Linked DNA regions of Ovis aries: region 1 is linked to region 2. A link is a contact called in public Hi-C data. All regions are on one chromosome and are shown on one strand. Each heading gives the region's core, a stretch centred on a gene start, on an enhancer-like site or on the middle of the called end of the contact. The rest is flanking DNA. Distances are from core to core; before and after follow the strand shown. Region 1 overlaps VCAN (versican). Region 2 has its middle 100 kb from the start of RPS23.

What was found. A called contact is a pair of places that touch in the nucleus more often than the background predicts.
Region 1: a contact with region 2 is called in a Hi-C map of hypothalamus, with 9 times the contacts expected there. The contact joins two enhancer-like sites. A contact is called at or near these places in 6 of 16 Hi-C or Micro-C datasets (hypothalamus, liver, omental adipose tissue and 2 more).

The regions. Positions count from the first base shown.
Region 1 is chr5:80,999,704-81,004,262 of ARS-UI_Ramb_v3.0, reverse strand. All of the region lies in intron 10 of VCAN (versican), which reads right to left. Among named protein-coding and RNA genes, the nearest start is that of TRNAS-GCU, 71 kb to the left of the region's middle. Within about 2 kb of position 1,797, at least 13 of the 54 cell types and tissues checked have an H3K27ac peak or open chromatin away from gene starts, as enhancers often do. A contact at or near this core is called in hypothalamus, where this site is marked.
Region 2 is chr5:79,877,188-79,881,473 of ARS-UI_Ramb_v3.0, reverse strand. No RefSeq gene overlaps it. Among named protein-coding and RNA genes, the nearest start is that of RPS23, 100 kb to the right of the region's middle. Within about 2 kb of position 1,688, at least 11 of the 54 cell types and tissues checked have an H3K27ac peak or open chromatin away from gene starts, as enhancers often do. A contact at or near this core is called in hypothalamus, where this site is marked.

The sequences.
Region 1 (4,559 bases), core at 548-3,047, 1.1 Mb before region 2:
TCATCTCATATCACATGTAACTTTCAAGTTCACAATATAATGCAATTCATACTAGAATTTTAAAACCTAAAGCTATAGGGACTTAACTCACAGAGAATATTTCTCCTGCCGGAACCTAAGTGCTGTTCTGGAAATATGTAAGTTTTGAAATGCAAAATACTATCTGGCCACTAGGTGGTGATATCCATCCATCATTATATTTTGAATTACCAACTAAGTCACAGATAAAACAATGTAGAATCCCCCCCAAAACTATGGGGAAAAAAAAAAGATTAAAATTATCTGTGTTATGTCTTTTCAGTTTTGTGAGGAAAAGTAAGAAGAGAACACTTTTCTAAAAAATAGACCTCAACTAAACAGTAAGTACCAATCCCATTACATTCTATTTGGCTACAGGCCAATGTAGCTATAATCTAAACTTTCTACTTGACAAAAACATTCAACTACAATAGTTTATTTTTACTAGTTGGCCTTTTAAAATTATCAGATGACTTACATCAATGGTGAAACTGCATCAGAAACAAGCCAAATCTATAATAGCCACCTAAAATCCTTAGGACAGGGTAGATCAAAAATAAGCACCTATAGAGAGTGAAAAGGTTGGCTTAAAACTCAGTATTCAAAAAACTAAGATCATGGCATCTAGTTCCATCACTTCATGGGAAACAGATGAAGAAAAAGTAGAAATGGTGACAGATTTTATTTTCTTGGGCTCCAAAATCACTGCAGACCATGACTACAGCCACAAAATTAAAAGACAATTTGCCCCTTGGAAGAAAAGCTATGACAAACCTACACAGAGTATTAAAGATCGGAGACATCACTTTGTCAACAAAGGTCTGGACAGTCAAAGCTATGGTTTTTCCAGCAGTCACATATGGACGTGAGAGTTGGACCATAAAGAATGCTGAACACTGAAGAACTGATGCTTTCGATGTAGTGCTAGAGAAGACTCTTGAGAGTCCCTTGGACTGCAAGACCAAACCAGTCAATCCTAAAGGAAATCAGTCCTGAATATTCATTGGAGGGAATGATGCTGAAGCTCTAATACTGTGGCCACCTGATGTGAAAAGCCGACTCACTGGAAAAGACCACGTGCTGGGAAAGAATGAGGGCAAGAGGAGAAAAGGGAGACAGAGGATGAGATGGTTGGATGGCACCACCAGCTCAATGGACACGGGCTTGAGTAGGCTCCAAGAGATAGTGAAGGACAGGGAAGCTTGGCCTGCTGTAGTCCATGGAGCAGGGATACAACTTAGCTGTTGAACAACAATATGCACACAAGTTAATGTCTTCGTGTGATTTAGTTTGTTTTTAACTAAAAACTTATGTAGATGAGTTATAAAAACATGACCCTTGTACTAAAAGCTGACTTCTCTGTGTCCACACTCCTTTTATCACCTGGAACCGGTAGGGCCACTGCTGCTCTTCCCATGGCCAAATGCAGATGATGCCAGGATGCCAGGGGTAAGCAGATAACCGCCCAAGGATACAAGGATAAAAGCAAACTCCAAAGAGAAAACACCCACCCTAGAGGACTGCTTACCCTTTTGAAACATATGCTGATAAGAAACCACCTTTGCTCTAAATGAAGGACTCAGATAAACCACTCTGGGTTTTCCTCCGCCCCCAACTCTCCACCTTTCAGAACACAGGTCAAATGGTTATCTGCCAGGAGCTTAGGAGGACTACTTATTAGAGAAATCAAAACATTTGGTAACTTTAAAATGCCTTTTTCCCCTAGATGGCTCTGGTCACAATAGGCATTTGTTTTCAGTCTGCGCCATGGGGGAAAGGGGGGCGGTTGTATTTAATTTTGTTTTATTTAAATTGTCGGGGCACATGACCTCACTTCGAGGTAGAGATATACCCTCTTCTGATCCTGGTACTTGCTTCAGGTTACTCTGGTCTAGGTCCTTGTTTATTTATGTTTTAAAGGAGGTTATGGTTTTGCTGTTGTCTTTTAGTCCAACTACCCAAAGGAAAAGAGCAGCTTTGTTTTAAAGGAGAAAGAGACGTTTGTTTTGGTGTCCCTGCCCTAGGCTGGCAGCCTGGATTCGGATCCTGCAAACATGAATACGTCGAAGGGAAAAAAAAACTAACTTGGGGTCTCCTGATAGTTGTTAAAGTGGCAATATGCCCACTATTTTCCTAGCTGGCAAGTCTCTGTGCGGGAGAGATGATCTGCCAGCTTTGGAGCACAGCGCTAATCTTGTGTAATAGCGTGAGCTCACTGCCCTACAAAGTAGTAATTATCAACAGCAGTTTCCAAAGGATGTGAGTTCCTCCCACTGTGAGAGCACTTGGGAGATGGGGCCCCAGGCACAGCCCCACAAGCCACTTGCGTTTAATCCCCACCATGAATGATGCCAGTGGGTTCCTTCGCCCCAAGTTTGTTTGTACAGGTCTTCAGTCAGGAAGTGCTAACGATCCAAATGCAACGTGAAACTGCCAAATCCATTCAACATTTTCTTGGCCTTTTCCTTGGTTATGCATTGCCTTAAACTAATTAGCAATTAAATTTAAATAACCGTGTGTGATTTTCAAGTTTCACAGAGCACTGTTGGAAAAGCCTCTGGGAGAAGGAACTACTGCATTGATCGGTTCTTCTTTTTTTAAGAGGAATTGTGTCAACTATGAAGTGATCTGGTGGAGGTTAAATGTGGTTCTTCCAGCTGTTTGCCTGTAACAAACCAGCTGTACTCAAGGAAGGGAAAGGAGGAGATGAGTGTTTTGTTTTCTACAATTACAATATTGCTCGATCTATCTCACGGGTAGAATCAGAAGAATCAATTCTTGGTTTCAAATCAAACTGAACTGCAACACAAGTAAAAATTTTCACTGAGAGTTCAGTGGTCTTTTGGATAAGAAACTGAAAATTCTTCTACTCATGGGCAATGTGTGAAAGGAAGAGGAAACAACATACATTTTTCTTGGCTTTTAGGATAATGTGATGAAGCCTGTGAGATTTAACATAATTAAATTACTGTTGATATGCAGTGTGACTTGCTCACAGGGAAGTGGCATTTGACTTGGAGCTGAAACCACAGCACAGCCAACACACATCCATCTGCAAATACTTGACAGGAAGTCTTCTAAGATTTTCAGGTAGAAAAAGTAAAACTGAAAGTTTTGGCTTGGGGGTTGTGTTTTGCATCGTTTTCTGCCAAATCATTCTCAGTCCCTTCAAACCTACAGACTTACAAACAAACTTGGAAGACCCAGTTAGTTAATTCTCTTGATTCTCTTTTCAATGTCCAAGACATCTGGGAGGGGGAGGAGGATACGAACCTTTGTGTTTATAAAAGGGTAATAACGGTACATTCCTGCAGAAAAAAAAATAATGGTTTATGGCCTGCAATTTGTTACTTTTTTTCTCTGTCCCTTTTAAGTGTCTCTTCCTGGATTAAAGGCTATTTCTTTATTGTTTCTACCTTTTTAAAAGCTGTGGTTTTTTTTTTTCTCACCATACTTTGCATGACAGACTGAGGTGTTTATTCATGAAAGAAGAAAAGGGGACTCTAGAGTTAAAGTCAAATCCACAACCAATTTGGCTTTTTTTTTTTTTTTTGCATCAACTCTGCATCATGACCAGGAGGGCAAGTGAGTATTCCCAATTCTAGGAGGGCCAGTTTGCCAATGCTCGACCATGTTTTTTTAAAAAAAAAAAAAAAATTGCAAAATTCAGATATTTTCCAGAATATTATTCCCGTAGCATTTTTTTAAGCACAAAAAGGATATCAATAAGTATTTCATAACGTATCTCATAACATAAAGGCACAAGATTAGTTAGCTAGAGCTAGAAAATAAGACATCTATAGATTTGTGAATTACTAACTTGTTTGAGAACTTTCTGACTAAAGCCAGACAAGTGCAGAGAAAAGGAAGTCTGTTGTCTCCAAACACGACACTGGAGAGTGGGAAGGAGGCTGTGCCTACTTCCTAGGAAGCTGACAAGCTAGCGGTCTTCACAGAGAGACACTGAGGGCTGACAAAAAAGAGATGACGGGAAAAGCATAAAAGAGATGCAGAAGGTGCTCTTTTTAATGTTTAAGTATAAAGCCAGGGGTTTTTCCCTTACAAATCAAACTTTCCCAAAGCTCCTCAACATTTCTTTTTGAAGGGAACTGGATTGTCAGTTCTATTCAATCCTCAACCTCTGGACATCGAAGGTGACATTTTCCTTTGAAGTAATCGCATCTGATCCACTGAAGCATCTGAGTCCCAGGGTTGAGGGGGGAGTTCTGAGCGGCTGCAGGAACTGACTAAAAAGAAGACGGAAAGGAGCAATACAGACCTCGGGAGAATTCTATGAGAATTCTCTGAGAGTTTTATTCCTGGGGGGTTAGAGAGAGGAGGGGGTAAGAGCCTGAAAGCTTTAAGTCTCTGAGGGCCACAGGTTGATTTTAAACTGGGGAGTTGTGTTATAAAAATATGGTGTGACGAAGGCACCTAACAGTTTCCAACATCTTCCTAACTTTGCTGCCCATGGACACACTATAATCTGTAGTTGAAAAGCAAGTCATGAAATGATTTTGCCAGGATGTATGTAGGGGGAG
Region 2 (4,286 bases), core at 439-2,938:
CACATTTTAAAAGAGGCTCGGAAAAGCAAACCCTAAAAGAATTTCTAGCTAACTGACAGACCAGTAGGGGAAATCATTTGTGGGCAGGTCTTCTGTAACCACTATGTAACCTAGATGCCCTTCCCCAGCCAGGGTACCATCTCTTCCTTGTTGTGAGTGTTGGCCAGGGGTGTGCCCGCAGATGTTTAACAACGGGCTTTTGGTGGGGGTGTAAGAGCTCTTGATTTGTAGCTTCTGTTGGTTTTCATGATGCAAATGCTCTCATCATGGCTGATTCCAAACTCGCAGGATGATGTGACTGAACGGGGAGTTGGGAAGCAATGCACACAGCTTTAATGAGCTATATGGACTCCAACACACCACTGGCTGAGACAGCTGCACATAGCTGTTCCTTTCTCTCAGGAATGGCCCCCAACTGTCCTTCCCACTCCCAAAGAAGAGAGTCACCCCTCAGGCTTCATGCAAGGATAGCCTGCAGACAATGACTAAGTGATATGGAGATACAAAATCTCAGCCCCTTTGCCTCAAGGGCAGTGAATTCAATGATGTGGTTTATTCCCCACCTCCATAAATCCAATTATGATCCTTGAAACCACATCATTGTTCAGCTCTTTCCTCTTTCCTATCCAGTTTCTCTCACTTTATTAGCAGGCTTTTTTCTTTAAAGACCATGATCTTAGTAAATTACATGTAGCAGAATGCCTACCTGCTTCTAGGAAAGGTAACCTAAGGTACTTTCATAATATACTCCAAGGGTTAAGCTTTCCCAAACTCTTCCTCTGAAAAAAACTTCTAATGAAATGAAGAAATAATTTAATTCCAGGAAATCCAGAAGTATAAGCCAAAGCATTCAACTACAAACCTCACACTTTTGAAATCTTCTATTTCACAATAAAAATACATGTAAGAATTTACTCTATATTTCATAATATATGTGTTTAACATAAAACACGTCTTCTTTTTCCCCAGAGTTCTTAAGTAGAATCAGTGCTCCAAGGCCCTGGACTGTAATGGTCCCTTTGCTGTTTTATCCCTGAAGACATGCATGCCCCAATCTGGGAATCCTGAACAAAGGGGTGGGGAGCAGGGGTCTACATGCAGAACTTGGATGTCCAGCCTCCAACTTTAGAATGTCCAGTGTGTTTTGCCAGTCCTTTAGAAACTGTCTCTTCAGGACTACAAGCTCATAATAGACTTGCCCCAACACACTGTCAATAAATCCCAGTTTCTCCTTTAATCAGTAAGGAAAGGAGGAAGGGAGGAGAAAGGAAGGAATTTAGTTGTTGACTGTCAGAATTCAGAGGGATCTTCAAGCATCCGTTCTAGTCTTCTGTTTCACAGATGAGAAAACTAAGAACTGAGGCATAAAAGTCATTTGCTGAAGGTCAAGAATTCAGTCAAAGCTGGAACCAAATTTGTCATGTCTCTGCTAGCCCACACGGACTGTCCAGATTTTGAAGACAGCCTTGGTTAGGATCAGTGCAGGAAGAGAAAGATGTGAAGTCTGTGGTGACTCAGTAAAATATCCCTGCTGATAGATACCCCAGGGTGGAGTGCTGGTTTATTTAGCAAGGCAGCCTTCAGACTCCAAGCGAGAATTTGAAAGTGCCTCTTCATCTGAAAGGAGACCTAAGCGAGAATTGCCTGGTACGTCTCAGCTGGAGTCCCTTGATAATATATGGTCTGAGAATGCCCTCTGGTGACTTTCTGCTGCGTGTTCAGGCAATTTAGAGGCAAGAGGTGGCTGCAGAGGAAAAGGACAAAGAGAAGCTGGACTCCTGGAAATGGTTTTCCCCGCCAACAAATGTGGTGTCGGTGTTCTGTCAGCAAACTATGGAAGGGTCCAACCAGGAAGCTCGGTAAATACATAATACATGGTTATCCCTCTGCAGCATTTGTCTTCTGTTCTCTAACAATGACTGTAATTCTTTTTAATTACACAATTATTTCAATACTTACTGAACTCATATTATATTAATACAAGGCATAGAAACAATAACAAATTGGTAGGCATAAAATTCTCTAACATAATTTTACTTTAGGCATATCCTTCTCCAATTTACTGTATAATGTGATCACCATTTCCCAAGAAAATTAACAAAAGCATACCCTTAGGTCTTCAGATTGGAACTCATCTTCTCAAGGTCACTGCCACTTCATTTTTAGTGATGCATATTTGAGAAAAAGAACACTGATGCTTATGCTCCAGGATACACCCCTGAATAAGCTGAAAGGAACATTCCAGTGAAGCAACGGGTAAGGGGAGACTCCAAGGCAATGAAAGGTTTTTCTAGAACTATGACCTTTTAAACCTTATATAGATCCAAAATATAAAATGTTAGATTTGGAAATGTGAAAGTGAAAGTGAAGTCACTCAGCTGTGTCCAACTCTTTGCGACCCCATGGACTGTAGCCCACCAGGCTCCTCCAACCATGGGATTTTCCAGGCAAAAATACGGGAGTGGGCTGCCATTTCCTTCTCCAGGAGATCTTCCCGACCCAGGGATTGAACCCAGGTCTCCCATATTATAGGCAGATGCTTTACCGTAGGAGACCATCTATTTCAACATTCCCTCACACCAGGACCAGTAATAGTAATAACTGTCATGTGTCAGGTATTTGCTAGATGCCAGGTAATGTGCTAAGCACTTCACAGGGATTAATTTAAGTCTTCAAAACAACCATAGGAGAAAGAAACTGTTATTATCCAGGTTCACACAGCCACTAGTGAAACTAGAACTCAAACATCAATAAATTCACCAAGCCCCAAGGCCACGCTTTTTTGCCATTCCGACATATGGTCTTCACAACTCTCCTAAACAGCTATCCTGTCCCCTCTTCTTAAATTTATCCAATAGTGAGCAAATTCTTCTATTATCTGACAGCCCTTATTGCTTAAAGAAATCCAGTTGCCCCATGTTTTGTACCCTTTGGTCCTATTCTGTCTTTCAGAACTACCTAGGAAGTAAATCCCTGTTCTGCTTGACATGCCTTTAAATATTTGAAACCAAGTATCAGGTCATCAGTCCCATCTCCCAGCCTTCTTTGCTCCAACCTCACCAACCCCAAGTCCTTCAACTTTTTCAAGTACAATTAGTTTCTAGGCTTTTCACTATTAGGGTTCACTCCAGCTTGCTATCACCTCTCTCTACAAAATAAAAATGTAACAGCTAGTGCAGAACAACACTCTAAATGTAGTGTTACTATTACTTCCTTTGTTAAGACCATATTTTTAACTAAAAGGCAGCAGAAGATGACCTTGGTTCTCACAGCAGCCCACATCCAATTGATATTCAGACAGAGCCCACAGTCAGCAAGCATTCTCAGCCTTTCTCATCAAGAAAGTGAGGCCACCTCCAGCCCATAAGCGCACAGCACATGTCTAACCAAAATGAAGAAGCTTTTACTTTAAACTTTATATTCTTCCTTATTCTCATTTCTTAATGCTTCTTCTCTATTAATATCAGCCAAATCTCACGTCAAGATGATCAGAAGGTGGTGTCCACAAATACAGCTCTGCAGCCTCCCTCCCAAATGCCCCCTGCATATCACCATCCACTGGCCATGAGTTCTTTCAGTTTAACTGTCGCCCAGTTCATATATCTTCATCGTTCCCACAAGGACATCATAAGAGACTCTATCAAAGGTCTTCCTGAAATCCAGACACATTTTGTCTGTGGCATTTCCCCTCCCTACCAGTCTCCCCAGTCTATCAAAAAAGGAAATGAGGTTAGTTGGGCATATCTTATGTTTGAGCAAACCCACATTTAGTGAATCCATATTTATATGTGCCAACAGTCTCAATGGGATTTTTTTCAGAAAATGGAAAATTCCTCCAAGAGACCGAATTTTGAACAGATTTGAACAAAGAATTGACATTTTAGCTAAATTTTCTTCACTTTTAAAAGCGCTTAGCAAAACTACACTTTCTGGACCACCAGTGTCAACATGGAGTTCAGCATTGATAAAAGTAGAAAATCCACTTAATCCTACACTTCCAAACTACAAATAAATTTAAAAATTATATTAACTGGGATTGGAATGTTTTCTGAATCACACTCTCACCAGAGAAATAAATCTCACCAAAACACTTTGATACCTGGATTGAGTTCTATAGTCAGTGCACGTAAGCTTTACTTTCTACAACGTCTAGTGCTGTCATTCTGGGCAATGAAAGCTGAACTGGCGCTGAAAGATTTCTAGAGCATAGACAGAGATTCCACTGTGAAAGCATTCCATACAGGCCAAAATTTAGAAACCGAATGAAAACGTTTTTAAAAGATACT